2 separate regions of the Macaca mulatta genome follow, and region 1 is linked to region 2. Evidence: chromatin contacts called from public Hi-C data. All regions are on one chromosome and are shown on one strand. The core of a region is the stretch at or near the end of the contact, and the rest is flanking DNA. Distances in the headings are between cores, read along the strand shown. Region 1 holds the start of GOLGB1 (golgin B1). Region 2 holds the start of IQCB1 (IQ motif containing B1).

Region 1 (4,825 bases), core at 499-2,998, 100 kb before region 2:
TGATTTATTTTATAAACAAGGATAAAGTCAACATCCCTTTAATTAATCCATTAATCAAAGGGAGAAAAAGAAAGGGGGCCTATAAATCTCAAGCAGAAGGTTGAAAAAAATCTTCTAAAGATTATTTTTAAGAAAGGCTGCATTCCAGAGTCTGGATGCCAGAAATGCCAACGACCTTCTTGAAAAACAAGGAAGTATCTTTACGTGATTGTCAAATTGGATTGGGAGGTCCCAAAGGGTGGACAAGGCTTTTTAAAAATTTCATTCTTTTAAGTTTATACTTTTGCATATTTCATATTATACACAACATATTTACAGTGGTAGTCATACACTATGAATAATTAAACATACAATATTTGGGGAGATGCATGCTCAAAAATGTTTTACTGATGGGGAGTGCAATTAAAAAGGTTTGGAAGCTACTGTGGTTGTAAAAAAAATTAATGCAGTGAAGAGAAAAACATTAAATGGTCATTCTGTGGTCAAGCGATGAAAAGTAAAAGCTATGAAGCAGTTAATGTACAATGCCTGCAACTTTGGAGTACTCTTCAACTTTTTCCTGCATCCATTACAAAACCAAATCCTGCCATTTTTCCAATAGAATATTTCCTGAGTTTGCTCCTTCATAACCATTCTGGCCATCTAAATCTTATAAATTCACGCTTTTGGAAAGGCCTCCGGCCCTTCTGTAAAAAGCCCTCCACTTGCCTGCATCTTGCACAGAACTGTAAGAAGGTCCTTTAAGTGCTCGGCCAGCTTCCAACTATCTCAAAAACTGAAAGTACTTATTCATGATTTTAAATATCCCTGTCCCACTCTCAAAGTGTCCGCTCCCCGCAGACCAACTGGAGCTCTTTAAATAAGTCAGACAAATATATTCCTCATTCCTCAAGGGACTCACCCTCCCTTTCACACTCCGGTTGTGCAGATTAAACACACTCCACACCATCAAACCAAGTTATTTTTCCTCGAGAACTCTCCTCGAGGTTCCTTTTTCTCTAACAGCCTGCCCACCTCTGATTCCTGGGATTTTCGTGTTGACGGGATCGTTGGGATCTTTCCTCTCTTCTCATCTTTCCAGTAACCCATTAGCATTAGCAGGATCACTGGACAGGCCTCCGTTTGCATTAATATCGCCAATGATTCTGTGATCTCCGCCCTCAAGACCTTTGATTTCTTTTGGTCCCGCCTCCCCTTCGGGACACTAAGTTTGTTTAGGGCCTGAGCACAGGGGCCCGGCAGGTTCTTTCCGACGTCAGCGGCTGCGTACCGAGGCCGACTTAGGCAGGCCGCTCCAGGAACAAGGCCGTGCGGACAGGACTGACCTGGGCGCTTTTCCCCGTCGCTCGCAGGGGAGAAACGTGCCGGGGAGGGGACAGACCGTGAGCAAGTGGTCCAAGTCTGCGCAGGGCGACCCCGAAAGCCCTCCGGTGGGGCCGAGAGGCTTGTGGGCTACTAGAACGAGGCCTGGTAGGTGAAGGAGGCGGGTGAAGGGCCGGATCCAGGACTGAATCCGGGAGAGGCGGGGCGAGGAGGGGACTTCAGTGTAGCTGCTTGGGCAGCTCCCGCGACCCCTCTGGCGGGGGTGACTGTTATTGGACTCGCAGAGGGAAGAGTTGGGGAGCGTCCCCCACTCACCTAGAAGCGCTGCCGCCTGAGGCTTCAGCTGCCCCCCTCCCAATTCAAGCCACGTCAGCTCGGGAACCCCGTACGCAACACCTTCCACCGCCGCGCCCCACCAGGGACTCAGCCACTAGCAGTTGGGACGGAAGATGGGATTAAGACACCGACCAATCAGGACTATCGGCAGTGGGTTACCAGGGAGACCAGGCACGCCTTGTTTGTTACCAACCTATCAACAATGACGGAAACCAATCAACGACAGAAGATGCCCCGCTTCCTCAAAGAAACAGCCAATGGACCCTAAAGAGTGAATGAGGGGCGTGATTAGACGCGAGTAGGTGCCCCGGAAGAAGATCTGGGGAGGGACAGGAAATGCCGAGTGGGCGGGCGTTCTGGGAAAGGTCAGGTGTTCTCAGTGTGAGGTGGTTATGCTGGTTTCGTCTAATTCCACCGCTTAGTAGGCTGTGACTGACCGAGACTGCGGCTTGGGCTTCCGTAGAGACTTGAGACTGCGGGCACCCCCTGCCATTAGGATTGTTGAATGAGCTGTGAGAAGGGAGTCGGGGATATGGGACTCTTAGAGTCAAAAAATACTGGAGCCTCTTAGTTCTTCGTCTAATATGACCTTTTGATTTTGTTGATGAAAAATAATTAACCACAGAAGTAACTTGCCCAAAGTCAAACAGCGACTTAGTGATGAAACTCGAACTAGAACCCGGTGTCAGTGTGAAAGAGGATCAGCGATGTCTGTAAGGACATGATTGTGAGAGAGAGAGTAGTGACTACTAGAAAGGTGCCTCTTACAAAGTGGAGCCTAAGCCAGGACCTAAGCAAAGATTGAGAGTTGAGGGCTCAGGCTCTGCAATGGGTGTCAGTGAAGCGCTCCAGCAAAAGACTGAAATCACGCATGCTCTCCTTAAACCCCAAGGAAAGGGAGGGAAAGTAGCCAACTCCCAGTGACCTGTCATTTCAGGCACTCTCTAGGCAATAAGAATAATGTTAGTTTGAATTTATTGAATCTTACCGTGCACTCAGCTGGCCCATTGTATGTATACTCATCTCAATGATTACATAACTTCGCAATTCAAACATCAGCTCAGTAAGGCCTTTCCTGGCTGCCCATCTTACAGAACTGGAGGTCATTATGCTAAGTGAAATAAGTTTGGCACAGAAAGACAAATATCCCATAGTCTCACTCATGTGGGAGCTTAAAAAGTTGATCTCATGGAGCAGAGATAAGTACCAGAGCCTGGGAAGGTGGAGTTGGGGGAGGCAGGGAAGAGATTGGTTAATGAGTACAAACATATAAGGAATAAGTTCAAGTGTTTGATAGCACAGTAGGGTGACTATAGTTAATATATATATATCTCAAAATAACTAGAAGAGAAGATTAGAAATGTTCCCAACACAAAGAAATGATAAATGTTCGAGGTGATAGATACCCTAAACACCCTGATTTGATTATTACACATTGTATGCATATATCAAACTACCACACCCCATAAATATGTACAAATATGTATCAATACAAACATAAATAAAATTGCTGCATGCACTATACTTCTTTGCTTCTTTTTCCCCCTAAGCATTTTGCCATCTAACATACTATATATTTTATTCATTTATCTTGTATCTCTCTTCTCATTAGATTATAAGCTCCAGGAAGGTAGTAATTTTGATCTCAGCTTTATCTCCAGGTCCCAGAAAATATAGAGGAGGGCACTCAATATCTATTAAATTAATAAAGTATATGTGATTATCCTTATTTTAAATGCAAGGCAATAAGACTACAGAAGGTTAATTTGCACAAGGTCCCATGGTGAGGGGCAGAGACAGAATTTGAAGTGGCTATTCAACGTCAATGCTGCAGCACTTTATGAATACGTCATATTCTTATATCCCTCATTGTATCCACCCAGCAAAGTCCTAAACCTGCATCAGTCCAACTATTGGTCTCTACTCCTACCTTTGGGGAGCAAAATGCTGCAGGAGACATCAGGACAATAATGACATCAATGTCCTGACCACTACACATTCAGTTTCCAGCTGAACTCCATCTTCAGCACACTCCCAAATCCTTCTTGTCTTCAGCTTCCTCTCCCATTTGCCACAATTATTCAAACCTTTAACATCCTCTTTAAGTCCCAACCGCATATCTACACCTCACACTCCCAGCAGATGAACTTGCTTCTACCTTAGAGAAAATAGAAACCATCACTGAGAGTCCTGTTGTACTCCCTTACACAAAATTTACCTTTCTACATACCTATTTTCACATTCAACCTTAGAATTTATCTTTCAGTTTTAACAGAATAAAACTTTCTTATGGGAGAAGAGATTAGAATTTTGTCTGTCTAGTAAGTCTTCTTATGGCTCTACCTTCTATTATTGGGTGAGCACATTATGGTGAGAATTTATAGTGAACACTAGGGGCACGAAGGAAGAAAATGAGGTGGAAAAGTTAAAGAACGAAACTGATATTATTTCTAAGTTCACTGAAGGACTGGAAATAATTTAGAATGCAACCTAATGGAAGCAATTTAGGCTCTGAGAGGGTGATCAAGATAATAAAAGATAATTAGGAGTTGCCCCAGCAAAAAAGAGGGTACAGAATAGTGGAGGTAGAGGGAGCAGCATGTGCATGAACCATTTGGGCAATTTGACATAAGTGACATGACTGAACGAATAGGCAAAGAGTAGGTCATAAAATTGTGCCATTTTATGCTAAGGAGTTTGGATATGACTCTAAGCTCCAGAGCAGTTACAGACTGCAGAAATCACAGAATTGTGGAGTCATTCAGATGTCCCTTAGAGAGTGACCATTTCCCTAACTGCAAGTACAGGGAGGAAAAGTTGAAAGACAAGAAATGTCACATTCTCTGTGATTTACTGTTGCCCAATTCCCTCTACCCTTTTTCAGTTCTTTCCTCATCATCCTTTTACCTTACCCTATACCAAATGCAAACTTATTCCAAAACTTTCATGCAGCCTTATTTATTAAGGTATCTTCCATACCTAATATATCTTCAGCATAGTATATACTCAATAAATGTTTGTTAAATAAATAAAATATCCAACATATAATTCTATATGAATAAATCTTAAAATCTTAGAGAAATAAGAAATTGTCTCGAAAAATATAACTTTGAGACATATCAATTATATGCAAAAACATACAATCACATGATCACATCAATCAATG
Region 2 (4,917 bases), core at 894-3,393:
TCATGCACTAAGTATACATACACATACGCAGGGTATCTTTTTGGACTCTACTTAGTTTCTAGTAATTTAATCTGTTTGTCTATTCTTAAGCTAGTACAACATAGTTCATTTTAACATATGTTTGGATAAAATTCACCTCAGAAGGTAAGCTTCATGAGGGCAACCTACCTATCCCTTAGAGATGATTAAATGAGTTAATACATGAAAGCAACTGGAACAATTCCTGGCACATAATAAGAGTTCTCCAAATGGTTATTATTAAAGCCCAGCTCTACCATCATACTACATTTAAGACCATCTTTGGTGGCTGCTTGGTTCACAACTATATTGTGATCTTTGGTTCACAACTATATTCCCAGTGGCTAGACTAGTACCTGGCATGTAGCATGATTCACTAAATACCTGTTGAAAGAATGAGTAAATGCACAAACCTCAGGCATTCTGAGCCTCAATTTCTTGACTTTCTGTTTTTCTTTTGTTACAATACAGAAAGCTCAGATTTATGGTTGGAAGCCTCTCTAAAGTAAAACAGACTCAAAACAGTTTGTGCCCTCCTGGCTACCATAATAAAACATCACTAAATCATTACTGTCATCAACAAACATGTGTAGAGCAGTATGGTTGATGTAGGGGACACAAAGATTCCACACAAGACATACTCTCTGCTATTGTTGCGGTTGGGAAAGAAAAGTATGTATATGTACGTGTGTACACACACACACATATTTAAAAATATACTTAAGAATATCAGATATATGATAAATGCTAAATAGATGACACAGATAAGAATACAGGCCATAAAGTCAGAGGACTGGGCTTCTCTGATCCACTTTTCTTGCTGTAAACAACATAGCAATTCCTACCTCCTAGAATGATTCTATTTAGAAGAGAAGGCAGCCACCAAGACGGTCTTAAAATGTAGCATTAAGTGTAGAGCTGGACCTTAAATAATAACCATTTGGAGACCTCTTGTTATGCTCCAGGAATTGTTCTAATTGCTTTCATGTATTAACTCATTTAATCATTCCAACAACTCTAAGGAACGGGTACTATTATTTTTTCCCCAATTTGAACAATGAGCATACTTAAACTCTGGAGAATGTAATTAGCTGGCACAAAGTCACACTGTTAAGTATAAAGCAGGGGTTCAAACTGGAGCCACCATCTGGCTTAAAGCATTTAACTACGATATGAAACAGCTTCGGCACACCTTCAAAGGGTAGGATTTACACAGACAGGTTGAAGGAGACATAGTCACCTACCCAAAAATCAATTGGCAAATGTGACTAAGGCAGAAAGTGAGGGAGTGCAGTTGGACTGCATAATTCCCCTGAAAAACCACCTGTTATGGAAACCATCCGTAAACTTTCTCTTGAGTGTTTCTCCTATAATTCAACACTTCTCCCATCTTTACATTAAATTCATGAAATTTGACACAAAAGGACAATTATTTATCTATTTTAATGCTACTACCCTGTTGCCAGGCCACTGGGGCCGGCCCAGCCTCTTGATTCTTCTGGAATCACTTCTCCCTCGCCGCGCCTGTTACTGCCTCCACGGATCACTGTGAGGAAAATAAATGAAAAGGAAATTCAGTGCGATCCGGTTGCGGCTGATCCTAAATGTCTGCAGTTCCTGTCTCCTAATCCTCTTTTTCCTCCCCACTACACATCCCCTTCTCCAGTCCTAAGACCTACAAGAAACTTCCTCTGATACAAAAAGGTCAGAAAACGATTACTGAGGTAACAGCGTCGCTTCAAGTCCAAGGACCGAGATTCTGGGGCCGCGGGGCCCCTTTGCTCCAGATTCTAGACCCGGCTTTCGCGCTACCAGGCCTTGGACAAGACACTAGGCCCTGTGCCCGGACTAGGCACCTCCCCAGGCCTCAGTTTCCACACCAGATCTCTACAGAGTGGGCGTGAGGGCAGGCCAATTCTCCCGTTAAGAGCTCTCACACGCCGGCTGACTTCGTCCAGAAGCCTGGGGTCCTGGCCTCCCGGTAGGCGCCCTGGGGCCCTCTCCCTCCCCAACCACCACCTCAGATAAGTTACCTCATCCTCGCTTCGCGTTCTTCCACAAAAGAACCCGGCTCCCACGCCGCACCACAGCGCCGCGGCCTTCCCGGGACAGCCTGCGTCGCGACGCGGGAAGGGGCCTGGAGGCGGGACCAGGGGCCTCGGAGTCAAGGGGCGGAGCGCCCTTTGCCAATAAGCCAATCAGAACGTGAGATGCTCCCGGTGGGGCGGTGCGCGTCGGGCGCGGGGTGGAGTCTGTGGTGACTCGGCTGGCGGGATCAAGTGCAGCTGCTTCAGGCTGAGGTGGCAGATAGTGAGCACCGGCGGCGGAGTTAAAGTCAGAGCAGGAGAGTAATGATGAACTGCGCAGCGGGATTCTCAAACCTAGACCGTCGCGAGCGGGTTCTCAAGTTAGGGGAGAGTTTCGAGAAGCAGCCGCGCTGCGCCTTCCACACTGTGCGCTGTGAGTGAGGACCGCCCAGGGATAGAGGGGGAGCCTCCCGGGATGGGGGTGAAGAGGCACAAACTCCTCTGGGTTTTGTTCCCACAGTCCGCCTTACATTGTTGGAGACTACGGGGCGGGGAGTGGGGGAGGCAGCGCGATCCTCTAACCTACTCGGAGTCTTAGGGGGTCGGTGGAAGGAATCGGAGTAGAGCAAATGTGGGTAAACCCTGGACAGAGAGCGTTGAGACCAACAGACAGGAAGGGAAAGTGTGAAAAAAGTCTGTAGAGGTGACTGTGGAGACAGACGTGACAGGTGGATGATGCAAGGGTGGACACGAAGATAATAAGGTGACAAATGGGAAAGGACTAAGGACCGAATGCCGGGGAAGTTGAATGCCTTGAGGCTGGTGGGGCAATATCCTCTCTTTTCTTCACTTTTTCTCACCTCTGGCAGATGAGGGTTATTTGGTGTGTTCTTTGCAAAGGGAGAAATTCTCAACCACCCCAATGATCTATATATCTCTTTAGACCCCAGATTTCACTCAGTTATCAAATACTGATTATCAAAGTATTCGAGGGTGTGTTATTAATTTCTGTATTTGGAAGATGCTTACCTCCCTATGATTTCTATCCTTTGGTTTTCTTTGTGTCCTCTGGAACTAGTTTTAATAAACTATTCTCTTTTATGTTGTTGGAGCAGAAAAAGGAGCTCTTTTGCTTTAACAGTTGGATGATATAGATTCCAGGAAGGAAAATATAGCATACAAGTTTTTATGTGTAAGACATTCGTTTTTTGCATAACAGCTGTCATAGAATGGTAGAGCGGGAAGGAAACTTCGAGATCACTGAATCATAACCTCTCATTTTTCTGTGGTAAAATTGTAAGTATTTTTTCACTTCCTTTCCTCAGCCTTGCCCTTCCTTAATATTTCATCATTCCGCCTTTCTCAGTCATTCTGCCCTCGGGTTGTTTAGAGACCTTTATGGTTTTTACTCTGAAATGTTCCACAGTTCAATCAAAACAACTAATTAAAACATACATTCTCCCAAAAGTTTATTTAAGTTGTAGACAATTTAGTTACAGTTACTCAGAGTAAAGGTATGAAGAACCACTGGTTTTAATCCTGCAAGAATATATTTACTAAAAGGGTTTTTTAAAGCAAAATTAACATCCAATTGGTAGACTAAATGGGTGAGACATTTGTGAACAGAAAATCTTCAACAGTGTCCCTTGTTTATTCCTCTTTATCATATACTTTCTCATCCAGAGCTCCCCACAATGAGATAGTTAGTGCTGTGCTGGCTCTGCAGTTTCTCTCTCTCTTCAGTCCAATTTTCCAGAAGTGTGATATGCGTCTTTATCTGGTTTCTCCATGCCTTTTTCTCAAATAGTATCTACTCTCTCCTTTTCTCTTCCTTCTCCAGTACACAATAGTCTTAATATTAATTTTTCAAGTTACAAGGGCTTAAGATTATAAAAATTTGCTTAAGAATATATTTCTACATGATTTGGGTATATATTCTCTTATGTAAGGCACAAACCCCAATTTAAATGAATACAAAATTACCTTTGAAAATAATCTTGCAGGTCCTTCAAAGCCTTTCATTTATAAAGGTTCTGAAAATGCCAGTATCTTGAAAGTCAGAGGATCAGATGATCCAGCTACAAGAATGAAAATAAACAAAAATAAGCAAAACAACAATAATAATGACAATAATAAATAAATAAACAAATAAACGTAGATGTTTGAATACACACTTAGTTCTGTGGAAGACAGAACTATTAGAAAGGTTTTCAGTCCTTCTTTTCTTTGTTGTTGTTGTTGTTGTTGTTGTTGTTGTTGTTGAAGCAGGTGTAGTAATGGCACAGAATCATTTTAGATTTATTTAAATAAAACTGCTCATTATTCTTGAGGACAGGTTCATTTCCAATGTAATCCTCACTCTTAAGAACTCAGAGTGAGGGATGAAAACTGTAGAATAGTATGAAGCTGATGTTCATACACATAAGGTGGACCTAATTTATAACCAGCCCTCAAGCCAATGTCATTGGAGAGAAAGTAATATTCTGCCTTTATTTACAGGAGCAATTCTGCCTGTCTAATATAAGACTTCAGGCAAACCTGGATGTGAATCCTGGCCTCCACCACCTGACTTTGGGAACATTCTCTAAGCTCTCAACCTCAGTTTTCTTATGGCTAAATGATAATAGTAATATTTACATTTCATGTTTTTTGTAAAGATTAAATAAGGTAGCATAAACAACCTGGCACAATATTTGCCACAGGGTAGAGAATAAATAGTAGTCACCATTAATGTTGAAGAGTTACATTCATATGTGTATGAGGGGTGCTAATGAATGTAATTTAGTCAGACTTTGAAACAGCATTTATCTGGGTTCACCAATAAAAACTATCAAAAAGATAGTCTGCCATGTGGTAGGAAGGGCATGGGATG

What was found. A called contact is a pair of places that touch in the nucleus more often than the background predicts.
Region 1: a Hi-C map of blood shows a contact between it and region 2, with 2.1 times the contacts expected there. The contact joins the promoter of GOLGB1 here to the promoter of IQCB1 in region 2. A contact is called at or near these places in 2 of 14 Hi-C or Micro-C datasets (blood and liver).

What each region holds. Positions count from the first base shown.
Region 1 is chr2:162,031,629-162,036,453 of T2T-MMU8v2.0, reverse strand. It overlaps GOLGB1 (golgin B1), which reads right to left and starts at 1,748. Exons shown (of 22, transcript XM_077993839.1): 1 at 1,639-1,748.
Region 2 is chr2:161,931,999-161,936,915 of T2T-MMU8v2.0, reverse strand. It overlaps IQCB1 (IQ motif containing B1), which reads right to left and starts at 2,143. Exons shown (of 15, transcript XM_015129989.3): 1 at 2,052-2,143; 2 at 1,474-1,564. EAF2 (ELL associated factor 2) reads left to right here and starts at 2,275. Exons shown (of 6, transcript NM_001193490.1): 1 at 2,275-2,478. The coding sequence starts at 2,370.